Linked DNA regions of Macaca mulatta: all the other regions are linked to region 1. Evidence: chromatin contacts called from public Hi-C data. All regions are on one chromosome and are shown on one strand. Each heading gives the region's core, a stretch centred on a gene start, on an enhancer-like site or on the middle of the called end of the contact. The rest is flanking DNA. Distances are from core to core; before and after follow the strand shown.

Region 1 (4,244 bases), core at 651-3,150:
TGGAAATAGGGTCATTGCAGATACAATTAATGTTCATGAGGTCATACTGGAGGATGGTTCACCCCTAATACGTTATGACTGCTGTTCTTATTAAAAAGGGAAATTTGAACACACAAGAACACTGGAAAACAGCCATGTTCAGATTGGAATTATGCTGCCACATACCAAGAAACTACCAGAAGCTACGAGAGAGGCCTGGACGAGATGCTTCCCCAGTGCCCTCAGAGGGAGCACAGCCCTGCCTACACCTTGATTTCAAACTTCTGGCCTCCAGAATTGTGAGATAATAATTTGTTGTTCTAAGCCACCCAATTTGTGGTATGTTACAGCATCCCTAGGGAACTAGGGATTATTTTGAGAAGCAAACAAGAAGAGCATCCTAAGAGAGTGAGATGCCTGATAGTCTCGTGCATCAGAAAAGTCCCATATAGTTGACTTCAGCAGTTAAATTGTATTTTCCTGTTTTACCAAACCTTTTTAATTATCGTTTCTTACTGTAGAAAAATCACATAAAATCTGCTCTTTGCTTAACAAATTACAGGGCCCCTTCGGATTTGTGTGCTCGAAATACCAGTCACCCAACAGAAACTGATGACTGTGACAATAGGCGACTAATTAAAAAACAAACAAACAAAAAAAGCCCTGTCTCAGCATTGGATTGACCGAGTGAAAGTTGACAGGGGAAAGACACCTCGATTCAGCTATCTTTCTCCCACAGGTTGTACTGCTGACTGCACCCTCTCCCCTGAAGGACTGCGGTCGCTGCGCCTCGGAGAGCGACCAGATTCCGCACCCCACCCAGGAGGAGCCAGGGCAAGATTAGGGTTTCCTCCAGCCTCCTCCCACAGGGCAGACGACCGAAGCCAGCCCCGGCCTCACGCGCATGCCAGGTCGGGAGGACGCCCTCAGTGGGAGCGCCCTGCTCAGGTTCTCCCCGCGGCCGAGTGGTGGTGGGAGCGGGCGGCGGCCCCGGGATCACAGGACCTCCGCCGGGTTAGCTTGGCTGTGCCGCCGCCAACCCAGCAGGACGCCTATTTTCAAGCCTGGGGGACGTAGTTCCTCCCGCTTTCACAGAGAGCAGGATGGAGCCCGACGGCACCCCGGTTAAAGGGCCTTTCCAGCGCCCTCCGGGGAACGGAAGGCCGCGCTCCTCCGGGAGGGAGAACGACACACTCTTCAAGGAAATCCTGGGGCGGGCGCTCTCCTGGCTGCCGGGACCTCTGTTTCTAAGCTGGCTACTGCTACAGCAGCCTTAACTGTCCCAATGACACGCCTGCTATAGAGCACCCTCCCGGCGGCCGCTCCTCGGCCAGCTGCCCAGCGGGCGTCCTCAGGTGTCCCCAAGAGGCACAGGCCTAGTCGCCTACACGTCCTTTCCAGCTTCGTGTCGAGGCGTCAGCTTTGGCTTCCCACCACCCCTCCCGGCTCTGCGGCGGCTCAGCCTCTTCTCCGGTTAATTCTGGCCTGTGCGGCCGGGTCGTCCCGTAAAGAAGGCGGGCCCGGGTTCCGGGTAGGGGGTTGGTGGGTCAGGGTGGGAAAGCAAGGCAGCGGTAAGTCCTCTGCTAGCAGATCGGGCTCAACAGCCCCATTCCCTGCTTTCTCCGGGCCCACCCTCCGCCCCTCAGACGGCCGCCATGAAGATCCTCTGCCGCGGCTGCAGCCGGTCTGCGAACACACGCCCACCCGCACGCTTAGCCTCGCTCGCCACAGAGGGAGGGGTGGAAAAGGTACTGAGCATGCTCGGTGGGGAGGGCGGGGCGCTCGCGGACCACGAGTCGGAGCCGGCGTTCTTCAGGCCGGCTACCGCGCCTCCGCCGCCCGCCCGCTCGGAGCCGCGCCCGCCGCAGGCTGCGCCCGCCAGCCCCGCCCCGCCCCGCCCCGCCCCTCCCCGCCCCCCGCCGCTCGTCCCCGCCGCGGCCGCGCCGCCTGCAGCAGCACCAGCTGCTCCTCCCCGGCGGCCGCCCCCCGCGGGTCCCTCCCTGGCTGCGGGAGAGACGGAGGTAGAGGGAGGACACAGAGCCGCGCCGCCCGCACCGGAGACCTTCTCCTCGCCCCGCCGGTTCCTCACCCTCGGGGAGCAACATGGGTAAGTCATCCTTCCTCCCCCGTCATCGCCTGACATTTTTTTCTTTCTCGGCGTGCTGCAGGGTGGAAAGCATTTCTCGCGCAAAGTTGCCGGATTTCTCCAGTCCCCCGGTGTGAGACTGGCTGTTCCTCCGGGGAGAGTCAGCGCACGCGGAACGCACGCCGGGTGCCGGGGCTGGGAGGGTCCCGAGCGCGGGCTGGGGTGGGGTCGGCCGCGGGCCGGACCGCCGCCCGGCTCCCCGGCACCTCGCCGTCTCGCCTCCCCTCCTCCATTCTTCCTGCCGGTGCCCGGGCACCACGGAGCCTGCCTCGCGGGCTCGCATCCGCGTCTCCATCCCCGTTTCTCCGGAGGCCGCCCGCTTCCTTTTCCCCCGCGTCTGCTGAGCTCGAGGCTCGGGTCCGACCACGACCACTTAATGTAACTTCCTTCTCTGTCAGTGCGACCTTTCCTGGTCGTGGAGACTCCTCATCCCGGGCGGGGAAGTGGAAGCAAGTAGTTTGTGAGGGAGATCTTACAACCTGCACGGAAATTATTTTCCAAGGGGGAGAGCGGACAGCCCCATAGGTTGAAAGGATGACTTGTCAGAGGCCACGAGGAACGTGAGGAAGGATAGAGCAGCTCGCTGTAGAATTAATGCTGGGTGACTACAGTGTGCAATATTCCTGTACTCAGCCTATTTTTTGGATTCCTTCGTCTGTCTTCTGTAGCAGGAAACTGCGCCCTGTAACGTTGTTACCGAACTTACATGGTAGTTATTCTTTCCCAGCTTCCCCCTGTCTAATCTACATAATCTGATTTTACTTCTTTTGTATTTATAGTTAATCTGAAGATACTGGTTTGGATGAGATATTTAAGAGCAAATATGTTTTATAAAACGATATATAAATTTAACCTATTTTTTTTACATCATCTATTGCTTAACTGTTACATTCAGTAATCACAGAAACGTCTGATGAATGCTGTCGTGTAATTAAGAGCTCAAAGTTTCTTTTAATAGTAGCGACTTGTACTAAGTTCCCCAGTTTGCTGCCACTCCTGTCTGTCATAATTTCCTCTTTTTAAAATTTGCTCCCTTGGCATCTGTCAACTGGGACTTTTCCCACCCCTTCTGTGCGAGTTATTTAAAGATTGAGATGAATGTGATCCTTTCATCTGTTAATACAGTGCTCAACACGTTCAAAGTTAGGTTGCGCAACTCAGAATCTTCAAGAAGTATCTAAACCTGGGAATGGTGTCCATAGAGTTTTCTGGAACAGCAAATACTTCAGGCTTTGATCGCGACCTTTGGCCATATATCTGGAAGAGGCCAGGGTTGATGGAGGAGGTGGTATGAATCAAAAAAGGTCTACGGCTCTGAATTTTATTTTCAGTTAAGTGTTTTTTTTTTTTTTTTAATGTGAGTACTCTTGATATGCTGAACAAATTTCTGTAAAAATTGGGTGGGCCGTTTATGCGTGTCTACCCTTTCTCTTAAAGTAGAATTTTAAATAGGTATTATATCAGATTATTGGACAAGCTGTGTATTTCCGTCGAACATACACACGTTTATGTATGTTTCCTTTGAACGTACATACACAGATAAATGTGTGTACGTTCAAAGAAAATACTCAGTATGTCCAATAACCCTATCTGATATTGGACTGTAAGTTCAAGTTTGGCTTGAAAAATACATTTTCCTATGTTTCCAGGTGAGCCTCAAACCATTTAACATTTTAACTTACATGTTAAATCCGTACTTTTTCAGTGGAAAAAATCCAATTTCGTTACAACACTAGTGAATAAAAATACCTGAAAGAGATGAAATTATCTACTTAAATATCATCTTCAAAATCTTGAATGCTATTGCTTGATTTTTAAAAAGGGCCAAATAGAAACCTATCTCTCATTTTGAAGCCATCTCTGATACTCTTTGGTTAATCTCTCTCTCTTCATAAGCACTGTTTGTACCTTGTTAGAAGCTTTTTAGCACTTATATAATCTACCATATAATGGAGTTGTTTATGTGTGTGTGCTGTGCATTTAATCATGAGTCCCAGAAGATGAAAAATGTCCTATTATTTTTTGTGTTCCCCACACTGCTTTTCAAATAGGAATTCAGTAAATCTTTGGCAAATTGTTGAACTTAAAACCACCTATTATTTTCAGCTTTTGCATCTGA
Region 2 (4,244 bases), core at 962-3,461, 710 kb after region 1:
TCACGCCTGCATGCAGGCTGCATGCCTGCTCATCCCAGCACTTTGGGAGGCCAAGGCGGGTGGATGGCTTGAGACCAGGAGTTCGAGACTACCCTGGGCAACATAGGGAGACCCTGTCGCTATTAAAAAAAAAATAAAGAATATATCCTAAGTAAATAAGGATGTATGTAAAGTTTTAGCTAAATGGATAGTCACTGAAACCTTGTTTATGATAGATAACAATTTAAAATAACCTATATATCTATTATTAGTGGATTTAGTCCAGTAAATTACCCATACAATAGAATATTATACAGACATTAAAATTATGTGGTAAAAGTATAATTGATGGCAATAACGAATGTGTGCAGTGTCTTATGCCAGTAATCTCAGCACTTTGGGAGGCGGGGTGACAGGATCACTTCAGCTTAAGAGTTCAAGACCAGCCTGGGCAACACAGTGAGACCCCCGTCTCTACAAAAAAGCGGAAAAATTAGCTGGGCAAGGTGGCGTGTACCTGTAGTCCTAGCTACTCCAGAGGCTGAGGCAGAAACATCACTTGAGCTCAGGATGTTGAGGATGCAGTTAGCTGTGAACACCACTGCACTCCAGCCTGGTTGACAGAATGAGATGCTATCTCAAAGAAAAACCAAACAACAAACAAAAAGTTCACATCATAGTAACTGAATAAATCAGGTAAGTAAATTACTTTACGTGGTGTGGTACAGTTTTTATTTAAAAAATATTTTATATATACATACATACTTATACCGATTTTTCTGTTTTCTTGTATACAAAAGTGTATGTACGTATGCATGTAAATATTTCTACTCCTTGATTTTATTACATCATTCGTACTGCTTATATTGCAAAACTAAGTTCTTTTTTTTTTTTTTTTGAGACATGGTCTTGCTCTGTCGTCTGGGCTGGAGTGCAGTGGCGGGATCATAGCTCACCATATCCTTGACTTCTCAGGTTCAACGGATCCTCCTGGCTCAGCCTCCTCAGTAGCTGGGACTACAGGTGCCTACCGCCACGCCCAGCTAATTTTTTAGTTTTTAGTTTTAGTTTTTGTAGAGACGGGGTTTTGTCATATTTCCACGCTGGTCTCGAACTCCTGGCCTCAAAGAATCCGCGGGCCTTGGTGCCCTGGATGCCCTGGCCTCTCAAAGTGCTGGGATTGATTACAGGCGTGAGCCACTGCTCCTAGCCAAAACAAAGTTCTTAAAAATAAAAGTAATATGAGCTTTTCTGGTGTATTAAGTACGGAGAAGCTAAAAAAATACAGTAAGATAACAAAGTTCACAGCCTTTTGTGATCAGTAAATGCTAGTTTTTCGCTCTTCCCTAGTGACAGGGAGGCACTCAAGCATGAGTTACAACACGGCAGACCTGGAATACAGATGAAAAGATTGAGGCAACAGGTTCGCAGCGGAAGGCCTCCGCAGCTTCTTTCGACTCTGACATTTCAGGATCAGCACAATTCTCCCCTATTTACCGCGGAAGCAATCAACTGGGATAATACAAACAATTATTATTTGTATTGAATACCTGATAGTTGTGTTACTATTACTAGCGCTATCGTTTTTGAAGGGGGGTTGGTGGTGTGGCAAAAAAAATTCGGGCAGGAGGGAGGGCAGATGTGAATTCCAGCCCAGCTTCTCGTTGACAGTTCTATTGCTCTCCTTTCTGCGAATGAGCGGTGGTCTTTAGGCCTCAGACCTGACAATGTCACTGAGAAATAGAACTTAACCCAGGGGACTGTTCTCCAAGGAGCGTCCGGGGGGAACCAACGCAGAGGAGCGCAGCGCCCTCTCCAGCCGCCTGCGGGTGTCGGGGATGATCAGGGCTCTTGGGTGTTTGTCAGTGAGGACAACTGCCTTATCTGACTGTAGGCACAGAGAGTGCGCCGCGAGAGGGCGGCTCCTCACAGCCAGGCGCCGGCAGGTCGCGCTCTGCGCTGGCCGACGCCCGAAGGCGCCGAATGGGAGGGGCCCTGCCGAGCTCCCTTACAGCCCCCACGTGCGCGCCGCTAGGAAGCTTGGGCACCCAGCCACCGCGAGCGGCGGGCGGGGGGCGGGGCGAAGGTGGCGGGGCGGGGCACCAGCTGCGCGCGCGGGGCGGGGGCGGGGCGCGCTGCGTGGTCCCGGTCGGCCCTGGGCTCCTCCCCCTTCCGCGCCCAGGCCGGCGGCAGGCCTTGCTCCTCCCCCGACTCGGTCTCTCTCCCCTCCCCTCCGCCCGGCCGTTCTTCCCTCCCGCCGCCGCCTCTTCCTCGGTGAGGCGCTCTTCCAGCGGGCAGGCAGCATGGCGGCCGTGGAGACGCGGGTGTGCGAGACAGACGGCTGCAGCAGTGAGGCCAAGCTCCAGTGTCCCACCTGCATCAAGCTGGGCATCCAGGGCTCGTACTTCTGCTCGCAGGTAGACGCCCGCTGCCCCGCGGATCTGCCGCCACCGCGGGACTCCTCTTCGCCTCTCCCTTGCTGGCTCCTCCCGCTCTTGCGGCGAGTCGGGACGCGCTCCTCCTCCTCCCCCCGGCCGCGTTTCCTCCTCCCCCCACCCGCGTCGCCACCGCCCCCTCCTGCCTCCTGGGGTCCCCGGGTCCTCGGGAGCCGCGCGGGGCTCACGCGGGGGCGGGGGCCGCCGCCCGCCGCGGCCATGTGGGCTGGGGCGGAAGCTGGCTCGTGTGGGGTCGCGCGGCCGCGCTAGACCTCCGCGTTCTGGGGCTGGTTCCTTGCGCTGGGGCTGGGGCCGCCAGGTGTGCGGGCTGCCGGGGGCAGGTAGCGGCGCCGTGAAACAGGGCAGCCCGAGCGTCGCGAGCCTCCACAGCCGCGGCACCGGCGGGGCTCGGGTCTGGGCGCTGGAGGCTGCCGGGCCGTCCGTCGGATCCCTGCGGGGTGGGGGGTGGAAGCGACCCGCCGGTCTCTGAGAGATGGGTGGCCGGAGGACGGTCGGAGTAGCAGAGAGGAGGAACAGAGGGGAGAAACGCTAGGTAGGTCCAGCCCCACTTCTTTGTGCTTTACTACCGTGCGTTGACACTTAAGCAACTTTGGGGGTGGGGAATGGAGAGGTCTGTGTAATTCGTTCTTTTCCCTCGGTATATAAAATTATTAATTTACAAAGCTGTAAGCTAACGGGATGAGTCACCTGTGACTGAATTTCCCAGAGTGAAAAGGACAGTTCCATTGAGGGTTAGGCGTGAAGGCTGTAATGTGTTTTAGTAAGTTTTGTGCAGTAGAGCAAACCCAGCGTTGAATGGGGTCCTGACTGAAGCGCGTGCTCGTGTTTCTGTTTACTGAAGAGTGACTAGTGTTGCTGCTGCATTTCGAGACCCAGGGTGAGGGCTGGGCGGCAATAGTATGGCTCTTACTTACAGTCCAGGTTTACTGAAGAGAGGCACATGAATATTGAAATATTAAATTGGTAGTGTCCTGTGGGGAGGAGAGCAGGAATAAAGAGAAGGCCTGATTGGGGCCCTGCTCTTGCCAATTACTGTGCGATCTTGAATTAGTAAAGTTACTTAATCTTTCTGAGTTCCAGTGTTACCCTGTACAGAGGGGATGATTATAGCTTTCTTAGTAAGTTTCACAAGCTTCTTCTGAAACCCAAATTATCCAAGGAACGTGAAATGCTGTTATAATGTAAGACCTTTTATTTTTTCAAGGATTATAGTACAATTTAACTCTGCCATAAATAAAAATATGAATAAGAGTGAAGGCAGACATATGAACACAGTACAAATAATAAAAGTATTTTCCAACATAAAACATATAAAAACGTAAAGATATAAATAAATACAATTTTTATGTCACAATACTTGTAGATAAGCCATTGCAAGAGGTCTTACCTGTGTTATATAGTCTTGTTTTTAGATAGGATATGATCCTTGACCTTGTTAGCATCATTTGGAAAAACTTGCACGTGGAGGAGTGTTGCTTGATCTAAAAATAGCATTACTCAACAATCTAAAGGATCTGTGCTAGGTTTAACATGTTGAGCATTACTCATGTTAAACCTAGTACAGGTCCTTTAGATTCTTTAAAATTTCCAAATTCTATCCTTTTGTGGCCTGTGTGGGACCTGAACTTAAGAAACAGTGTTTGCTTTTGACATTTGTGTACCATCTGAGTAGAATAACTTTAAAAGTAGGTGGCATTTTGAGTTAATATCTCTGACCCTCTTCTGTTAAGATTTTAAAAAGGTAGCATGAAACACACATTCATGAAACAGGTGGAAAGAAGGTTGAATCATTGGGGTTTGTGGGAAAAT
Region 3 (4,244 bases), core at 1,077-3,576, 650 kb after region 1:
AAAAAAAAAATTCATTTCTCACTAAAAATAAACACTTCGATACTCTTATATATTCTCAAAATACTTTGGTTTCCACCTTCGCCAACTTTGTTTTTAGGTTCCCCTACTCCCCAAATTTAAAGGTAACATCCAAATCTCCCAAAGTCTGCACCAGAACAAATACTGTATCACTGACCACATCCCTAGGAATTAAGTTCCTTAAGGGTTTACATTCAACAAGGTATAGACTCACATCTTGTATAACTTTGTATCCTAAAGAACACTTGGTACAACACCCTGGATATATCAGGAGCTATTAATATTTACTAACTCAAAATATAGTCCTTCATCACTTTGCAGTTCTGTTCTGTGCTCCTGAAACAAAACTGCATAAACTCTGCAAAACTCAAGGGACCTAAATGTGACAGAAACTTCACAGCATTCCTTATTATTTTATAGTTTACAGTCTTGTAGCCTTGCCCCTATTACCAGATGTAATGCTTTTTACTGACACTAGTATAGTGGGGTAGGAACAGATCTAGACAAAAGTGGACATCAGAACCTGTCAAAGGGGTTTAAAATTTATATTTTACATACCTATCCTTCATTAGTGTTATGTAACATTAATGTTCTAAAATCAGTTATCTGTAGCAACAACTTAAGAGTTTTTCAATCTAATTCCCAGGAACATAAATGAAAACTGGTGCCAATAAAAAAACAAGCAAGCAAGTAAGCAAGCAGAAACGCTGCCTTGAATTCTGACAAAAAGGTAAGGATAGTTTACACCAACGCAATGAAAAATAAGCCTTTGTGTAGTCTATAAGAGTTTTTGAAATTGTTTCACTAAAGTCTTTAAAAATGCCGGGCGCGGTGGCTCACGCCTGTAATCCCAGCACTTTGGGAGGCCGAGGTGGGAGGATCACTTGAGGTCAGGAGTTTGAGACCAGCCTGGCTAACATGGTGGAACCCCGTCTCTACTAAAAATACAAAAATTAGCCGGGCAAGGTGGCGCGCGCCTGTAATCCGGATTCAGCTACTCAGGAAGCTGAAGCAGGAGAATAGCTTGAACCCGGGAGGCGGAGGTTGCAGTGAGCCGAGATCACGCCACTGCACTCCAGCCTGGGCGACAGAGCAAGACTCCATCTCAAAAAAAAAAAAAAAAAAAAAAAAATCTTTAAAAGCAAAGCAAACTGGTAAACCATTAGCGAAACCACAAGCTACCATGAAAAGATACACAAAAGTATCTGGCAACCAAAGTCTAGAGATGGTTCCAGAGTGTGAAAGGTTTACTGATTGCTAATAAACTCCATTATGCACCCAAGATATCTTCACTTAGCTGTGTCATTTCTAAAAAGGCAACAGAGCCCAGAAGTTTCAGTGAGCCAGTCCTGGCAAACTCAAATTATGAAAAAATATACCCTCTGCTTAAAGATTAACTACAAACCTACCCTGGGACCAGCTTGCTTCAGTTAAGTTTAAAATGGTGCCTAAATCGAAAGGAAAGCCTGTAGCATAGAGAAAAAAAAAAATCAAATGGAAAAGTAAATGTAAAAGTTTCTATTTCCAATGAACTGCGTCTCAGAAATCTTCCAGGCGATAAAGACTCGGAAGAACAGAGGGATCTAGCCCCATTCGCATTCTCAGAGGCGTGCGCACTGCGCGGAAAGGATGAATGAATGGAAGACCGGCGCGTGTGAAATGCAGCAGGTCCGGCCGGCAAGCCGACCGGCTACAGCGATCTGTAGGCCTCGCTCCTCCCCCTTCCCTCCTCCATGACAGCCCAGTCCCAAGCATGGAGGGGCGAGGACAATGTGATACCCTTTCTCACCACCACCATCCCTCATTCTACTTGGAGAGCTTCACCGTGACACTCGAGTGTTCTTTCCCACCCCAACCTTTCTCGCCTACCCCGGCGCAAACACCGGCAACACTTCGGCGCGTTGGATTAACAGGCGCTCGCCCCTCTCAACTCCTCTAAGCGAGGTCGAAGCTCCTCCGCGCGTGCCGCGGTACCACTCCCGCCTAACCCACCCTCCGGCAACACTCGCCCACCAGCTCCACAGTCCACCGGTCTAAGGAAGACGTGCGCGCGCCCCGCACCCGAGCCCCGGGGCTGGGGCTCTGGAGGGAGAGAAAGACTGCCCCAGGGCTCCCTCCTCCATCTCACTCCAGGCCGGCTCGCCGCCCACCCTGCCTGCGGATCCCAGTGCTCGCTGGGAGCCGGCCCCGCGCCTTCCCATCACGAAGACACCATCCCCACACAACTAGCCCAGAACCCCAGCTACCCTCCACCCTGTAGACACCTCGCGGCTCCGCAGGAGGCGCCACGCCGCCCCTCCCCCACACCGCTCCCCCAGTTCTCGGGCCCCCACCAGAAAGTGTGCGCTACATGCCGCCTCGGCCAGCCTCCGGGACGTCTCCACTTGTCCACGGGAGGTCAGGTCCAACATGAGGGGGAGGGGGCGGCAAGGGGTAGAGTGCGCGCCGGGAACGCAGTCCCGCGGAGTCCCCCAGTTAGAAGGGGGACGGAGCGCGGGGACCCGTGGGGGTGGGGGCCAAAGGCAATACTCACCGGTTCGACAGTCGCCATCTTAGATCGATCTGATCGCACAACCGCTCCAGAAGGGGGGGTAAGAGGAAAAAAATGAGATTCAAACCGGATTGGCCAGCTACTGACCACGTGATGGACGTGTCCGTTTGGCCCTGGCGGCGCCTGCGCAAGACTGCGGCTGCGTGGGTAACGAGAGGCTTCTGGGAAGTGGAGTCTCTCCCCCACCTTTTTTTTTTTTTTTTTTTTTTTTTTAAGGCAGATTTTTTTTAAAAAGGACCGGTCACGTGGCTGATGGGTAGGGTGCGCGGTTCTCAACGCGGCGGACGCTCGCTTGCTGGAGGGTGGTTTCAGTCCTCTGCTCTTCCTCCTGGATAGCTGCGGTCACACTTACTGCCAGGCATGCCTACTGTGCCCTTTGTCGCCCTGTCCTCCCATCTTCCCCGGAAGGTTGGGAACTGCAGGCTCAGCACACACAATACGGCTTCATTTGCTTAGTTGAGGTCCCAGGACAAGTTGCCTGTGTGTTTATTTAGTTTTCTTTTGACCTCCCACCATTTTCTCTTAGTTTCAAAAAGAGGCGGCGATGCAGAGTCGTTTAGGCAATCAACCCTCCCACGTCCCCTGACTCCGCTAATGCTGGTGGTCATTCGTTGCCATTTCTGCGAAAGGGGACGGACGGAACCGCTCGCAGTACCCGCTTGCCACCGGCTGGATGAGGGGGAGGGGACGACAGCTTTTACTGTCCCAAATCCTGAGATTAAGACCTCAGGGCTAAATCTTGGGTGGCAGTAAAAATTACTTGGAAGTTCTGCGCAACCGTTCCAATATTCTGCTTTAACGTGCACAGAAATAGCCTAAGTCCAGGTGCCAGCCAGGGAAGCCACTCCGGGCCCCGCTGACTAAGCCCTGGACTGATAGTCTGGAGTCGTTAGGCCGGGTCAGCTATGCCTCTTGACGTTGACTCATTCTCCTTAGGCGAGTGACTTAGTGGTTCGGCGCCTCAGCTTTTTTATTTATGAAACAAAGGTGATGATACACTTACCTCACAAGGGTGTACTTTGTAATGACTGTAACCGGCTTTGAAAATGCACTGGACTCTAGAAATGATTCATAATAAGCAACCGCGTGCCTTCCTAAAGATCAGCGGCTGCTTCTTTTTTGTTGTTGTTTTTTTTGTTTTTTAGCAAAGTTTAAATTTTTTTCTTATGTTTACTTTGATTATGATGTACACCAGTGTGGTTTTAAATGATAAGGACCTTTTTTTTTTCGTTTACAACTGCAGCTGCCATCAACAGAGGATTTAATATTCATGAAATTATTGTTATGCTCACAACAGTCACTGGCAATCAGAAATTTGTCCCCACACTGACATCCTACATTTCCTTTCCCTCTAAGATACTGTGCTATCATTTCTCAAGACCATGTTTTTGCACAGTTTGGTTACTAATACAACAAATAGAGATGAAGAAATCTAGCAGATTCCCAAGGTTCTAATGAAGAAGACAATGTCTCATTATTTCCCATGCTTTTAAATAATGTTGACACCAGGAAAAGGAGTATATGCAGGCTGCCTGTGCCTGTCTGCTTATAGTGTTACTGAGGTCCAGAGCTGTGTCATACCTATTATTGAGTACATAATGGATACTTGAGTTGACTAACACATAATTGAGGCTGTATAAGAACTCAAAGTCATTGCCTGTTCATATGTTTTGGT

What was found. A called contact is a pair of places that touch in the nucleus more often than the background predicts.
Region 2: a contact with region 1 is called in a Hi-C map of fetal cortex germinal zone, with 6 times the contacts expected there. The contact joins the promoter of METAP1 here to the promoter of RAP1GDS1 in region 1. A contact is called at or near these places in 2 of 14 Hi-C or Micro-C datasets (fetal cortex germinal zone and liver).
Region 3: a contact with region 1 is called in a Hi-C map of fetal cortical plate, with 2.2 times the contacts expected there. The contact joins the enhancer-like site here to the promoter of RAP1GDS1 in region 1. A contact is called at or near these places in 3 of 14 Hi-C or Micro-C datasets (fetal cortex germinal zone, fetal cortical plate and liver).

The regions. Positions count from the first base shown.
Region 1 is chr5:107,560,848-107,565,091 of T2T-MMU8v2.0, forward strand. RAP1GDS1 (Rap1 GTPase-GDP dissociation stimulator 1) reads left to right here and starts at 1,901. Exons shown (of 15, transcript XM_078002021.1): 1 at 1,901-2,086.
Region 2 is chr5:108,272,461-108,276,704 of T2T-MMU8v2.0, forward strand. It overlaps METAP1 (methionyl aminopeptidase 1), which reads left to right and starts at 2,212. Exons shown (of 11, transcript NM_001261513.1): 1 at 2,212-2,396. The coding sequence starts at 2,283.
Region 3 is chr5:108,211,260-108,215,503 of T2T-MMU8v2.0, forward strand. No RefSeq gene overlaps it. Among named protein-coding and RNA genes, the nearest start is that of EIF4E, 27 kb to the left of the region's middle. Within about 2 kb of position 2,327, at least 39 of the 40 cell types and tissues checked have an H3K27ac peak or open chromatin away from gene starts, as enhancers often do. A contact at or near this core is called in fetal cortex germinal zone and fetal cortical plate, where this site is marked.